Regions from separate parts of the Mus musculus genome. Here all the other regions are linked to region 1. Evidence: chromatin contacts called from public HiChIP or PLAC-seq and promoter capture Hi-C data. All regions are on one chromosome and are shown on one strand. The core of a region is the stretch at or near the end of the contact, and the rest is flanking DNA. Distances in the headings are between cores, read along the strand shown. Region 1 holds the start of Lratd1 (LRAT domain containing 1). Region 2 has its middle 14 kb from the start of Gm40284. Region 3 holds the start of 4930448C13Rik (RIKEN cDNA 4930448C13 gene). Region 4 holds the start of Nbas (neuroblastoma amplified sequence). Region 5 overlaps Nbas (neuroblastoma amplified sequence).

Evidence for each region. Promoter capture Hi-C pulls out the DNA fragments that hold promoters and counts their contacts. HiChIP or PLAC-seq counts read pairs in DNA pulled down with a chosen protein or histone mark.
Region 2: a contact with region 1 is called in an H3K27ac HiChIP or PLAC-seq map of embryonic stem cells, with 4 times the contacts expected there. The contact joins the enhancer-like site here to the promoter of Lratd1 in region 1. A contact is called at or near these places in 2 of 39 promoter capture datasets (embryonic stem cells and hippocampal neurons) and 6 of 115 datasets of contacts at active chromatin or transcription factors (embryonic forebrain, embryonic hindbrain, embryonic stem cells and 3 more).
Region 3: a contact with region 1 is called in a promoter capture Hi-C map of hippocampal neurons, with 8 times the contacts expected there. The contact joins the promoter of 4930448C13Rik here to the promoter of Lratd1 in region 1. A contact is called at or near these places in 2 of 39 promoter capture datasets (embryonic stem cells and hippocampal neurons) and 1 of 115 datasets of contacts at active chromatin or transcription factors (forebrain).
Region 4: a promoter capture Hi-C map of embryonic stem cells shows a contact between it and region 1, with 4 times the contacts expected there. The contact joins the promoter of Nbas here to the promoter of Lratd1 in region 1. A contact is called at or near these places in 5 of 39 promoter capture datasets (the 3T3-L1 cell line, cranial neural crest, embryonic stem cells and 1 more), 4 of 115 datasets of contacts at active chromatin or transcription factors (astrocytes, embryonic forebrain, forebrain and 1 more) and 1 of 9 other capture datasets (embryonic stem cells).
Region 5: an H3K4me3 HiChIP or PLAC-seq map of embryonic forebrain shows a contact between it and region 1, with 6 times the contacts expected there. The contact joins the enhancer-like site here to the promoter of Lratd1 in region 1. A contact is called at or near these places in 2 of 39 promoter capture datasets (frontonasal cranial neural crest and hippocampal neurons), 6 of 484 Hi-C or Micro-C datasets (cerebral cortex, cortical neurons, frontal cortex and 1 more) and 7 of 115 datasets of contacts at active chromatin or transcription factors (SST interneurons, embryonic basal ganglia, embryonic forebrain and 4 more).

What each region holds. Positions count from the first base shown.
Region 1 is chr12:14,150,768-14,153,304 of GRCm38.p6, reverse strand. It overlaps Lratd1 (LRAT domain containing 1), which reads left to right and starts at 1,267. Exons shown (of 2, transcript NM_029007.2): 1 at 1,267-1,483.
Region 2 is chr12:15,114,459-15,116,995 of GRCm38.p6, reverse strand. No RefSeq gene overlaps it. Among named protein-coding and RNA genes, the nearest start is that of Gm40284, 14 kb to the left of the region's middle. Within about 2 kb of position 1,270, at least 10 of the 459 cell types and tissues checked have an H3K27ac peak or open chromatin away from gene starts, as enhancers often do. A contact at or near this core is called in embryonic stem cells, where this site is marked.
Region 3 is chr12:15,049,122-15,051,658 of GRCm38.p6, reverse strand. 4930448C13Rik (RIKEN cDNA 4930448C13 gene) reads left to right here and starts at 1,270. Exons shown (of 8, transcript NR_045960.1): 1 at 1,270-1,359; 2 at 2,227-2,317. It also overlaps the pseudogene Gm3838.
Region 4 is chr12:13,267,856-13,270,392 of GRCm38.p6, reverse strand. It overlaps Nbas (neuroblastoma amplified sequence), which reads right to left and starts at 1,266. Exons shown (of 52, transcript NM_027706.1): 1 at 1,129-1,266. The coding sequence starts at 1,242.
Region 5 is chr12:13,301,826-13,304,362 of GRCm38.p6, reverse strand. The region is part of intron 10 of Nbas (neuroblastoma amplified sequence); the gene reads right to left. Among named protein-coding and RNA genes, the nearest start is that of Nbas, 34 kb to the right of the region's middle. Within about 2 kb of position 1,277, at least 22 of the 459 cell types and tissues checked have an H3K27ac peak or open chromatin away from gene starts, as enhancers often do.

The DNA of each region.
Region 1 (2,537 bases), core at 18-2,517:
GGCACACGTGTGCTTCAGGTTTGTAATGAAATGAAGTGGTCTGAGTTTGAATTATGGTCAACAGCTCCCAGAAGGGAAAGGAAGGGGCTATGGGGAAGGATGAGAGAGAGGAGGAGGGTGAAAGGAAGAGGGAAAGGGGAAGGAACATGGGGGAGGGGGGCGAAGAGAGAGAGACAGACAGACAGACAGACAGACACACAGACAGACAGACAATCATCTCAGAAGCCCTTCAGTGTAAAAGTGACATTAAAACCTGACCCAGAAACTCTAAGAACTCTTCCAAAGTTTAAGGCAGAAAAGTTTAGAAACTGTCTAGAATTTCCTTTTACGGAAGAAAGTCACTTTGTATCATCCAGTGTCCCTAGTGCGTTCATTCACTGAGTTCCCATCCTTAAGGACTAATGGACACTTTATCACACACACAAAACCAAACATGATTCCCTTAATTAGGACAGTTTTGGAATTGGGAAACACTTCTGTGCACTAATATCAGCTAGCATTTGAGATTCAGCCCTCTCACGGGAAACGGGAGGTTGAAGACAAAGGAACATTCAGAGAAGGTGCCAGCCAAAGCTCAGACTTTCTGGAAGCCTTTGACACCTACATGGTTCTCCTTTTAAAACCAGGCGCCGGCAATGGCGCTGGGTCAGCACTTTCACTTGGCTCAAAGGACAGGCGCTGAGCACCATCATGCAATTTCTAAGGCGGCTGTGACTGACAGGAACAGAAGCAACTGTGCGACAGCCGGGAGCCAAGCAAGACTCCGAAGTCCCATCAAAGCAACCTCAAATACGCGGTTCCTGGTTCCTAGCCACTCACAATGCCTTGGCCACGCAGAGCGTTCTTTTTTTTTTTTTTTCTTTCTTTCTTCTTCTTCTTTTTTTTTTTTTTTTTTTTCCACCCCCAAACTCAGTTTTCCTTCTGGAATCTGTCCTCTTATAATACAGAACACGAACGCGGGCGGACTGTGTTCTCAGTTACTAGGGACTCGGTTGCAAAGGAGCAGCTGGGTGTACTAGCCACGCCCCTCTTATGCTCCCCACGGGTGCTCACACCTACGCTCCCAATGCGTTGAGGCTGGGGAATGCTGGGGGCTGGGCAGGGCGGAGCACAAAGGAAACCCGCCCCTGATTCCACCCCCAGCCGAGATTGGCAGGGCTCGGGGACGAGTCCTAGCCAATGGGCGCGTTCCGGGGCGGGCCTGGAAAACGGCTGTTCAAGGGATTTAAGAGTCGTCCGCGCGGCTGTAGGAAAGCGGAGTGGAGCCAGGACTTGCCAGGTGGAGCAGACGCCCAAGCCAGCGTAGACACGGAGCGCATCCGCACCGCTCTGGGTACCTCACCTCACTGCTCGTCTCCGGATAGATCGGAACCGCAGTCCCACGCGACTCCAGGACCCACTCGCCACTGCCGCCTCCACAGCACCCATGGGGACCTGGAGACTTTAAAAGGAGTTTGGGGTTTCGGGCGCAGGGAAATCACGGGTACGGAAAAGCCGCTTTCTTTGCCTTAAAAAATGGTTTTTCTTCGTCCGATTGTGTGAATTGTGTGCTGGGTTGAAGAGAGGGGCTCTTCGGGTTGAAAGTAGACGTCTTCACACACACACACACACACACACACACACACACACACACACACACACACACACCACTAATACTCACCATGGGTTTCGCCTTGCCTCCCCTGTCTCTTTGTTAGGTTATTTTAGACAGAGCAGCCTCGCCCTGGCGCAGTCCGATTGGCTCTATGAAAAAGGCAAGCAAGGAGAGGGCAGAGTGCACCTGCCTGCGTGGGCAGGTGTGTCCCAGTGCTTGAGAGTACGCGCATTGACAAGTGTGCAGGCGTTCGTCCGGAATTGTGTAGGAATTGGGGGTAGATGGTGCCAATGTGTGGTCTCCAAGATGTTTCATTGTGGGTGTATGACATTAGCATTGTGGGTGTATGTACCAGGCTGTCAGTGCCTGGACTCCAAGTGTGCAAAATGCTGATGGCAAGTGAATGCCTGCAAACGAGTCTTGCCCTTGTGAAAGAAGCTGTCGGGGATCGGGTGTGACCCAGTCCAAAACGAGTAGGTGGGCTACAAAGGATGGCGACCACAATGTGAGCTCAGCTTGCTGTATTTCGGGCCTTGGGGCTTCTCTTGACACCCTCCCTTCCTTCTGGGTATATCACCAATCTGCCACAACCTGCGCTCTCTTCGCCCACTTGAACCTTACATGCTCTCTAGCCCGCCTGTGGTTTCTACTGTGGAAGTTACCGGGCAGGGTTCCTGGGCAGAGTCAGAGGCTGGCTGAGCTGGTATGCTGTCTATTCTGGCCCTGAGACTGGTGCCTTTTTCTGTGCCCCCCCTTTTTTCTTTTCTTTCTTTCTTTTTTTTTCCCCCCCTTTTAACCCCAGGTCGGATCTGCAAAGTTGGCTGTCGCAGGCGACTCAGTGCCGGTGGTCAGGCAAGCTGCAGGCCCCTGGGGAACTGAACGCCTTGGGGAAGGGACACCAGGAGGGTCAACCCGGACTCTGATGGTGTCTATCCTCTCTCCC
Region 2 (2,537 bases), core at 21-2,520, 960 kb before region 1:
ACTTGAAGTTTACTTAAGGGGCATTAACAATTAGATTGCAATAAAAAGGCAAAGTATTGCCTCTCTCTTTTCCATCTCCAAGATTTCTAGAATGAGATGTGAGTACCTCTGTGTTTTAAAGAATGGAGTTCTGCACTCAACCATGACATCCCTTTAAGAAGTGGATGCTCACAGTCAGCTATTGGATGGATCACAGGGCCCCCAATGGAGGAGTTAGAGAAAGTACCCAAGGAGCTAAAGGGATCTGCAATCCTATAGGTGGAACAATATGAACTAACCAGTACCCCCCTGGAGCTCTTGTCTCTAGCTGCATATGTATCAGAAGATGGCTTAGTCGGCCATCAGTGGAAAGAGAGACCCATTGGTCATGCAAACTTTATATGCCTCAGTACAGGGGAATGCCAGGGCCAAGAAGTGGGAGTGGGTGGGTGGGGGAGCGTGTGGGGAACTTTTGGGATAGCATTGGAAATGTAAATGAAATAAATACCCAATTTAAAAAAAAAAAAGAGTTAAATGTAGTGGAGTTGTAACCTGCATTCTTTCTATTACCAACAATTTGAATGTCAATGTGCTCTGTGACTGTGGCTGCCAGAGGAGGCCTTTGAGCACCAAGACTTCTATTTGTGGTAAGTTATTATATTTCTCACCAACACTGTTCAAAATGTTTGTGCCTGCAGGTGGCCCGAATTTACACAAGTTGAAAGATAATTTCTTTATGATTCTGGTGATAAGAATGTGAAAGTAATTTCTAATAAAGCATTGCTTGTCTTTTCTTTTTTCAAGATTAATATAAAAATAAGAAAAAAAAGGAAAGAAAGAAAGAAAGAAAGAAAGAAAGAAAGAAAGAGAGAAAGGAAAAAGGAAGGAGATAGGATCAAAAGAAAGGAGGGTCCAATGATGGTCTACAAAATTCTTTATCACTTGCATCTTCTGTAAGACTCTGACAAGCCTTAACTTACCAGGGATCCCCTGAGTGAGCCACGTGGAGCCAGAACGGAGGCAAAAAGCAAACGGAATTCATTGGTGTCCAACATTTTGTGGTCGTCTGGCACCAAAGGTGAAGTGGTGACCCTACACAGCTCATTCAGTAAGCCTTTATACAGTTTTCAGGGCAGCAGTCATTAGGCACAATGTGATTGGCAGAACAGTGTGATGTTTTATAACTGATTGGTCTTTTGGGAATGAGGCGGCAAGAACTTCCCTTGTCTGAAGGTGTACAACAGTCCTTCCTGTGGAAGGTGTCCTGAATGTGTCCCCACCCACAGGTGGTCTAAAGAATGTTAATTAGCCTCTCCCTTCCAGGGGGGCAATTGTTCCATGACCTTCCGGAAGTTCCTGAGCTGACCTTTTCACTTCCCCCTTGGTTCCTGTAAAGTATTGAGAATTGCTCAAAGCCCAACTTAACAACAACATGGTCTACTAGATAACAAAGTATTCTCAGGACTTTTTATATCAATTGCACATTTGGGGCTTTCAGTGGTTAATCCTGAGTGTCAACTTGAAGGAATTTAGAAATTGTATATAATGAAAATACTCTACCATTATAATTTTCTTTCTGTATAGAAAATTTTACTAATGCTCCCCTCATAAAGTGTTTTTTACATCTCATATTTTAATGTAGGAAGACTTCCATTACAGTGGTTTCCCAGGGGGCACTAGGGCACTTTATTCAGTGGCCACAGGTGGTAAGTGAGTGATCGACAGCTATGGGTGTGTTTGAATCACCAACTGCTTCTTAGATTCTCTATAATCCTAAGAAGTGTGAATTCCCTTATCTTCTTAAGACAAATTTCTGTGAGTAAATGTGCATATATTTTGCATTTCTTAGACAATCCCAAGCTTATGATTCTGTAACAGTATTCAGAATTCAGAAATTGTTGCTTGCGGGAAGCGGGTGTGGTTGCATGGGCCAAGACGGTGCCCTGGCTCATTGCCAGGCCCTGTGAACCCTGCATGCTTACTGCCTTGCCCGAACATGCACATGCGCAGTGAAACTGCATGCGTATCCCTCGTGATCCAGACCTGTCAGCCTATCTGTGATCGACCTGAGCTCGTGCCTGGAGCGTGTGTGATTCTGATTGGATGAGGTGGGGTGGAGCGTGATGAGGTCAGTTGCCACGAGTATAGGAGTATAGCGCTTGCTGCAAGAAGGACAGGGGAAGAAGAAGCTGCGGGGGGGAAGAGCTGGAAGTGAAAGAGCACCAAGTAAAGGAGCTGCTGCATGAACCAGCCTTGGTGTCCGTGTTGTTCTTGTCTCCGTGGGTCAGAGACTGTGGCAGTTGCTCATAGAAGTTTTGTTTACAACAGAATGAGAATAAACCAGTGGATAATGATGAGAATTCTTGGTGGCTTTTTAAGCTTGTCTCATGATATTCCTGGCAATGCTAGTGATGAACACAAGTGGACAGATTTCCAAGTTAACAAAACTAAAAACTGAAAGATGAGCAATGGTCAGAACAATCTCTTCAGCAGGTCTTATAGATGAAAGTAACTGTTTTCTCACTTTAATGAATGAATGAATGGATTATTTTAAATAA
Region 3 (2,537 bases), core at 21-2,520, 900 kb before region 1:
GAGATTGTGTCCATGGAAACAGCCATTCAAACATCTTGTATCTTTTCCTGTGGTATCACCAGTTTGAGTGTGATGTGAGAACATAGGAAGGAAGTGTTGGCATGGGCAGTGCGCACAGCGCAGCGGGGGTGCAGGACAGGGCAGAGTGGGGTGTGGTTGCACAGCAGGAGGATTCTGTTACATGTGTCCTCCACCTTCTCATCTCTACAGTCTCACCTTAAAATCCATCTTCAAGATGAAGCAGCTCATGTTCTTCAGGAGGTGACACTTGCAGAGACTGTGTTTCGTTGCGTGAAACATGGCTCAGAGGAGGTAGCTAGGCCTCAGGCCTATGTCAAGTAAGTTCTCTGTCATTCCAACCTTGTGCTTGGGGCACCTCACCGAGAAATTCTCCTCATGCAGCAAACAATCTGCATCAATGGCACATGGGTAATGGTGTCAGAAGGAGCAGCCTGTGTTGTAGCAGCCCAAAGTAGTTCCAGCCTCCTGGTAGTGGGAGCATTTCATCTCTCTGGTGATTTCCAGCGCTCCCTGCAGGCCATAGAGCCTGCCACAAACCAGGTAGATTCCATTGGCCCAGAGAATACAACCGTCATGGACCCAAAATTCGTTGTTGTCAAGAGGCAGTTCAGGGATTTGTAACTCCAGCTCAGGCCCACCTTCTGAAGTGGTAGGTACAGAAGGCTTTGTGTCTGAAACTGTCTTTTCACTGCTGCCCTCCGAGGCTGCTTTTTTTTTTTTTTTTACAAGGGAGCCCCCTGGACAGGGACCGAGGACCTCCACCACAGTCTTCTGAGTGGTGGTGCCGCTTGAACCCAGGATGAGCAGCCAGGCTCCTCTGCTCCTTCTGCTGCTTCTCCTCCTCCTCCTCCTCCTCCTCCTCCTCCTCCTCCTCCTCCTCCTCCTCCTCCTCCTCCTCCTCCTCCTCCTTCTCCTCCTCCTCCTCCTCTTCCTCCTCCTCCCTCTTCCTCCTCCTCCTCAGAGTCAGTTTTAGAACCATTAGAAGTTCTTTCATGGCGAACCTTGACTTTATAATCCTTCTAATCATTTTGAACTGGAAATGTTTATTATCTGTCTATATAGGTTGAAAATATTTTTTAAAAGATATTTTATATTATAGAAGCTAACAGTTAAGAAATTTTAGACTTTTAAGATGAAAAGTTTAAAGACAGTGGGTTTTGCATTGTGAGGTAAATATGGATCATTAGAGATAATGGATAGAATGTTGAAGCTTAAAAATCTTGTTTGCATGTCAAAGTAAGAAAAGGTGGAGTTGGTAATGATCAGTTTATATTGTCCATCTGAAGCAGTCTAGAATTACCTTGGAAGAGAGCCTCAATGAGAAACTATCTAAATCAGGTTGGACTCGGTACATCTATGGGGAATTATCTTGATTATGTTATGATTATGAGATGAGAAGACAAGTCCACTATGGTATGCCGTTCCCTATGCAAGGCATCTTGAGCTGTAATGGAGTGGAAAATTACAAGCTGTTGTGATTTGAACGAGTGTCTCCTGTTAATCTTCACATAAACACGAAGTCTTCTTGATGGTCCTATGTGAAATAATGATAGGCTATTGAAAGTTAAAGGTTTCAGGGCTGATTACTTGTAGTAATAACAAATCTGTAGTTTCTTATTCTCTGGGAAAGATTATTTCTCCTGTTCTTAGCAATATATATATATATATATATATATATATATATATATATATATATATATATATATGTATATATAAAATGTCATAAATTTGAGTTCAAGAGAGGTAATGTATGAGAGAATTAGAAGACGGAAAATAAGCTGTAAACAGTATAATCATATTTAAATTTCAAAAGACTATGTTTAAAGCCGGGCGTGGTGGCGCACTCCTTTAATTCCAGCACTCAGGAAGCAGAGGTAGGTGGATTTCTGAGTTCGAGGCCAGCCTGGTCTACAAAGTGAGTTTCAGGGCAGCCAGGGCTCTACAGAGAAACCCTGTTTCGAAAAACAAACAAACAAACAAAAAACAAACAAACAAACAATATGTTTAAAGAGTTAGAGAAATATTTTAAGTCAGTAAGAATGTTTACTCCAGTGGATTTTAGAACTCTGATATGTCTCCCTGTCTCCACTCTCTCTCTCTTCCTTCTCACTGTCCCTTCTTCCATCTTCCCCTCCCTACTTCTCCGCCTCATTATTGAGTTCTCCTCCAAAATACATTGCTTCATTAAAATATCACCTCTTCCAGATATGCAAGGAAACGAAACTCTGTGATCTCAGAACTGAAGCACCAAAACTATGAACTACTGAAACATTTATTCACCTACAGAATGACTCAGGTATTTATTTGTAATAATGCAAAGCTGATTAAGGCTTAAGCATTCATTTATTTAAATAAAAAATTAAATCATTCAATTTCTCTCTCTCTCGCTCTCTCTCTCTTCCTTCCTATATCTCTGGTGATCTGAATTATCAGTTAATCAGGACACTGTTACAAAGAAGAGGAAATTGTGCATACTTAAATGAAAACATGACCCTTTCATTCACATGTGATCAGCT
Region 4 (2,537 bases), core at 17-2,516, 880 kb after region 1:
GGACAACGAGATTTCAATATAAGTTGACTCCGTGTTGTTTTTTTAATCAACGTATAGTGCTAAGCATTGAGACAGTATTACAGACATTTCTGAAATGCTAGATATCTTTATCCAACTTAAAGGCGGCAGCAGCCTCTCAATTTCATCATCTACAAAATGTCCACGTCACTCACTAGAAACCGAAACGAATAACAATATATGCAGCTTTTTGCCATTACAAGACCTAATTGAAGACAAGCAGAATAAATACTCAGAAGACAAGGTAAAGGAGCTCACTGGGCCAGATTTAAGAGTCTTCCTAGCCATGCTGCTTCCCCAGGGCCTAACACACGGGCATGCCAGGCACTTGATACCATGTATGTCAAGTAAATGGGCCTTGGGCTCCTGCTTTCACCCTATGACCCGAAGGCTTTCCCTAGGAAACTAGTAACTCCAGGGTCCATAAGTTGGCAAACACCACAACTTTGTCTCCAGCAGAATTGGAGAACCGCTGCTTCTTTCTCTCCACTCCCTTGGCATTCTACTCAGCCAGCACTTCGGGCTTGGTAATGAGAAACGTTCACTGGATTGGCTATCTCTCCTCCACACTGCAAGTTCCATGAAAACACTGTCTCTGAATGCCCAGCAGCCTGCACCATATCTGGGGTCCGAGTGTGTGTGTGTGTGTGTGTGTGTGTGTGTGTGTGTATCACACACACACACTGAGAGAGACAGAGACAGAGAGAGACAGAGACAGAGAGAGACAGAGACAGACAGACACACACACACACTAGTAAATGCGTATTACTGAGACTTTTAAAGGACGATAGAGTCCTGCGAAATTCTCCCGCCACAGGTAACAAGATTACAAGGCAAGTCCGGATATGACAAGGACCTAGGGAAGAAGAGTGACACTGACCTGCCGAGAGGGTGACAGCCTGAGTGGGGATACACAGCCGAATTCGGAGCCAAGGCTGACTACAGACACCCTTCAGCGAGCCCTGGACCCGGCAGCCCCGCCGTTGCCAGGAGACAACACAGCTGCTATCCCCGCTCCACTTGCACTGCGTGGCACCGCGACGTGGCTTTACACGCCCCGCGCCCGCGCCCGCGCCATGCCTACAGCCTTAAAAAGAGAGCCCGGCTCACCTGCACTTCTGTCTCAGGTGGCCATTCGGTATTGACCAGCAAGTCATAGAGAATCGTCTCCTCCTCGTCCGCAGAGCCGGGACTCAAAGCCGGCGCTGACTCGGGGGCCGCCATGTTGGCCGGGAACAGAGTGGTGGAGGGAGGGGCACTACGGCGACTCGCGCGGGTCATACTTTCCTGGACGCGGCCGCTGGTGATTGGCAGAGTGAAATGAATTAAGTGCGGAAAGGGAATGCTAAAAATGACAGAAAGGGAATGCTAAACTTGACAGATCTGTGGGTCTAAGAATGGCCTTGTCTTGTATGAGATATGTCTTGGACCCTGGTCCACTTTTTGTTCATTTGTGCCTGAAATGAGTCAAGTCACTGAACTTTTCTTACCCAGTCAGCGTCTACGAAGCTGCAAGAACCTCCCAGAGTGCTGGTGTTCATGTACAGATTCTTCTGCAAACACAGAACGTGTTCGGAGAGTGGACTTTAAATGTACCAAGGGGTTATTCAGTTCACAGGAAGGGTGCTTTAGGCACCTAGAAAAAAACAGTGAGGCTGATGAAGACACCCTGTAACAAGGAGAGCTTGTCAGCTGTGTAAGAGAGGATGTCCTAAAAATCACCATACAACATGGACTAGCCTCAGACCCAGTCCTCCTGCCTCAGACCCAGTCCTCCTGCCTGAGCCTCCCCAGTGCTCAGAGTACAGAGATGTGCCATCAGGCCCAGCCCTGGGCCTTCAACTATAGGTAGAAATTGGGTTCACTGGAAGTCAGGAGAGAATATATCAGTTAGGAGGTGCACAAGACATAGGAAGATTACGTTGCTATAACAGACAGGGTGAATAGAGAGGCCAAGCTGAGAAAGGGTGTGGAGGACGATAAAGATAGGGCAGCTTGAGGATTCCCTAGAGGGGAAACTTACCTCATTTGCTTGCTCGTTTATTCATTCATTCATTCATTCATTCATTCATTCAGCATATGCCTGTCTTTGCAAGGCCCTTTAGTGTAAGCAGAGCCAATTACGACCAAGACGACCACATTGTTGTTGAGTTGAAAAGAAGTGAAAATTCACAAGATACCTTTCAGAAATTATCCTGTAGAATAACCAACTTAGTGCATTAGGCAATGGTATAATAAAATGCACAACTGGAGCGTGTCTAATTGTTCCCATGTCTCTCCAAGTTCATCTGCACCTTGTACTCTCACAGCTAAACTTTTGCCACACACACACACACACACACACCATTCAACTTTGCTGTTTCTAAGACAACAGACACACATAAACATCAGGAGATCTGACACGGATGTTCTTTGTACACAGAGGTTGTACCTGATGTGGCTCTGCTATTGCTCTCTCATCTCCTTCCGGTTGTAGTTTAAATGCCACCTTCCCTCCGAACTCTTGTTCCTGTCTAAGT
Region 5 (2,537 bases), core at 28-2,527, 850 kb after region 1:
CAGGAGAATCTCATGGAAGCATTAACTACAGCCATCTTCTCAGTAAAGGATGATTTCTCAGAGTAACAAAATGCTCAAAACACCTGTATTGTTTGCATGAGAGAATATGAATTTGTGAAAGGACCATAAGCCATAACAAAACTTCAGTGGGCTTTTGTCCACTTTTCCATTCTTTATCAAAATTCTGATCTTAAAGCTCCAAGGAAACAGCAATAATCACCATGTGTATTGTCTGAAGAAGCCTCCTTCACATAGATTGCATCATTGGATCCTGGCAAAAGCCTGAAAACGGCAAAGGGGGGCTAGAATTTCAACATCAGACTTTTGACTCCTGAGCCCATACCTGTTCTGACTGGGCACTGTTATAGTCTACTGTACTCACCTGTGGAGCTCGCTACATTAGTATCTTTATACTCCTAATACTTGGAGCAACAAGTCAATGTTGAGCTATGAATAACTAAAGCCATGTCACATAAAGAACAGTACCATTCATCTGGAAGCATTGCTTAGTGTGTGTGAGAGAGTGTGTGTAAAATATTGTACATATATTATCATATATAATACATATATATTAAACTTTGTAGTTTCCTTTATAACCTGACTGCTTGTGGGAGACTGGAATATACATGTGATCAAAATTGTTCCAATCACTACCTGCTTAACACATTAGCAAGCACTGAGAGAGGAAGCTCTAAGAGCAGCACCCAGCACCTGATGAGAGAGACAAACGTTGCAACCTCACATCACTCCGAGGTGAGAAAGGCTCTCTAGCAGGATTGTAAGATTAGCTGCAAGACACATTTAAAAGCTACTAATGGAATCCAAATACATTTGCAACATTTCAGGAAGTCAATCATACAGCGGGGCATTCAATCTGCAATTCAATATTTTTCCTCACTTACTTTGTCAGAGGACAAGCAATTTTCCCCTAAGAGTAGCAAATATCAAAGCCCCTTGGGCTTGAGAAAGGAGGACTGTACACAGCAGAGTGCTTTCCAAAAAGCACTGTTCTTTCTGAAGTCCACGGGAACCCAAAAGAGGCCAGGGGGAAAGGTCTGCTGCTGGTAGTAGCACTCAGACAACTGCCCTCTACAGAGCTTCTCTGAACAAAGCCTTTCAGTGCTGCTGGACTTACATAGCTCTGTCCCATTCTCACATCTGGACAAATGTCAAGCTACAGAAAAGACAAGGAGATCATATGACGAAACTCCACATCTCTCACTGTGCCGCCCAGTGACTGGCACTGTGCTACATGAGTTGACTTTCCTGAATCTGCAAATGCTTTCTTTACATTTATAACTTGAACCATCTGGAAATGGAAAGCCATGAGCATCATACTTGTTTGGGCAAATTTGAGTGATTTTTCCACGATCTGCTTGATTTAACTCACATAAAACTAAAAAGTTACAAATGTCAAAGAAAAACAGAGCTAATAAATTCTTGTTTTTGTTTTGTTTTCTTTTTTTGTTTTTCGAGACAGGGTTTCTCTGTATAGCCCTGGCTGTCCTGGAACTCACTCTGTAGACCAGGCTGGCCTCGAACTCAGAAATCCGCCTGCCTTTGCCTCCCGAGTGCTGGGATTAAAGGCGTGCGCCACCACGCCCGGCATAAATTCTTACAAACATGAAATAATGTGTCTATTCCTTCAAAAACATAAAATAAAATGTCCACTACGTAGGATGACTCCCTATATCATTCTTGTCTGGGCAGATAAAGATAACAGTCACACTGTCATAAATCAGATATGCAGATCACCTAATATAATGAAGTGGAGTTACTGGAAGGAACCCAGAGGATCCGATCCAAGGCCTGTCTGCCTGCCTTCAGTTGTCGCTCCATAGGGCTGAGAAAGGCAGGTGCTAACATAACCTGCCCTCTCCCTAGGTTCTGAAGAGAGCATAGCCAGGTGGGAGAGCAGGCACACAGATCATAAGTGGGAGAAAAACACAGTACTCTGTAACATGAACTGCGAATAGCAGCTGAAGTAAGCTTTCGTGCCACAGAAAACAGTAAATTGGTATCATTGTTTTAAAGTATTACTTTGCTGGATTAAATCATAATGACTTATTTCAATGCAGGTCAATTCTATTAATACTAATGGAAGACTACTATAACTGCCGAAGATTTCCTTTCAAAAGCACTTCCTTGGGAATCTTTACTTTCTTTCTTTTTTTTTTTTTTTTTTAATCATTCAAGAGTCTGTTTATTCTTTTTTTAAATATTTTTATTACATATTTTCTTCAGGAAATCTCTTCAACACCAAGCCATTCACTGCTTTACAAGATTATTTTAGACCAATATATTTTTAGAAAAATAACAAGCCAAATAAAATGACTATAAAAACAAGCAAGCTAACATATGCCCTCCCTCATCTTGTGCTTTAGTTTCCTTGTTTCACCCCTCCCGCTAAACATGCACAGCTGCTCACTACAGCAGGCTTACACTAAGTGCAGGTCTATAGCCTGACCAACTGTCACTTTTGTACAATTCGCCCACAGATGAGTAGAGTGCAGCCAATGTGATGGGCATAATCAGCA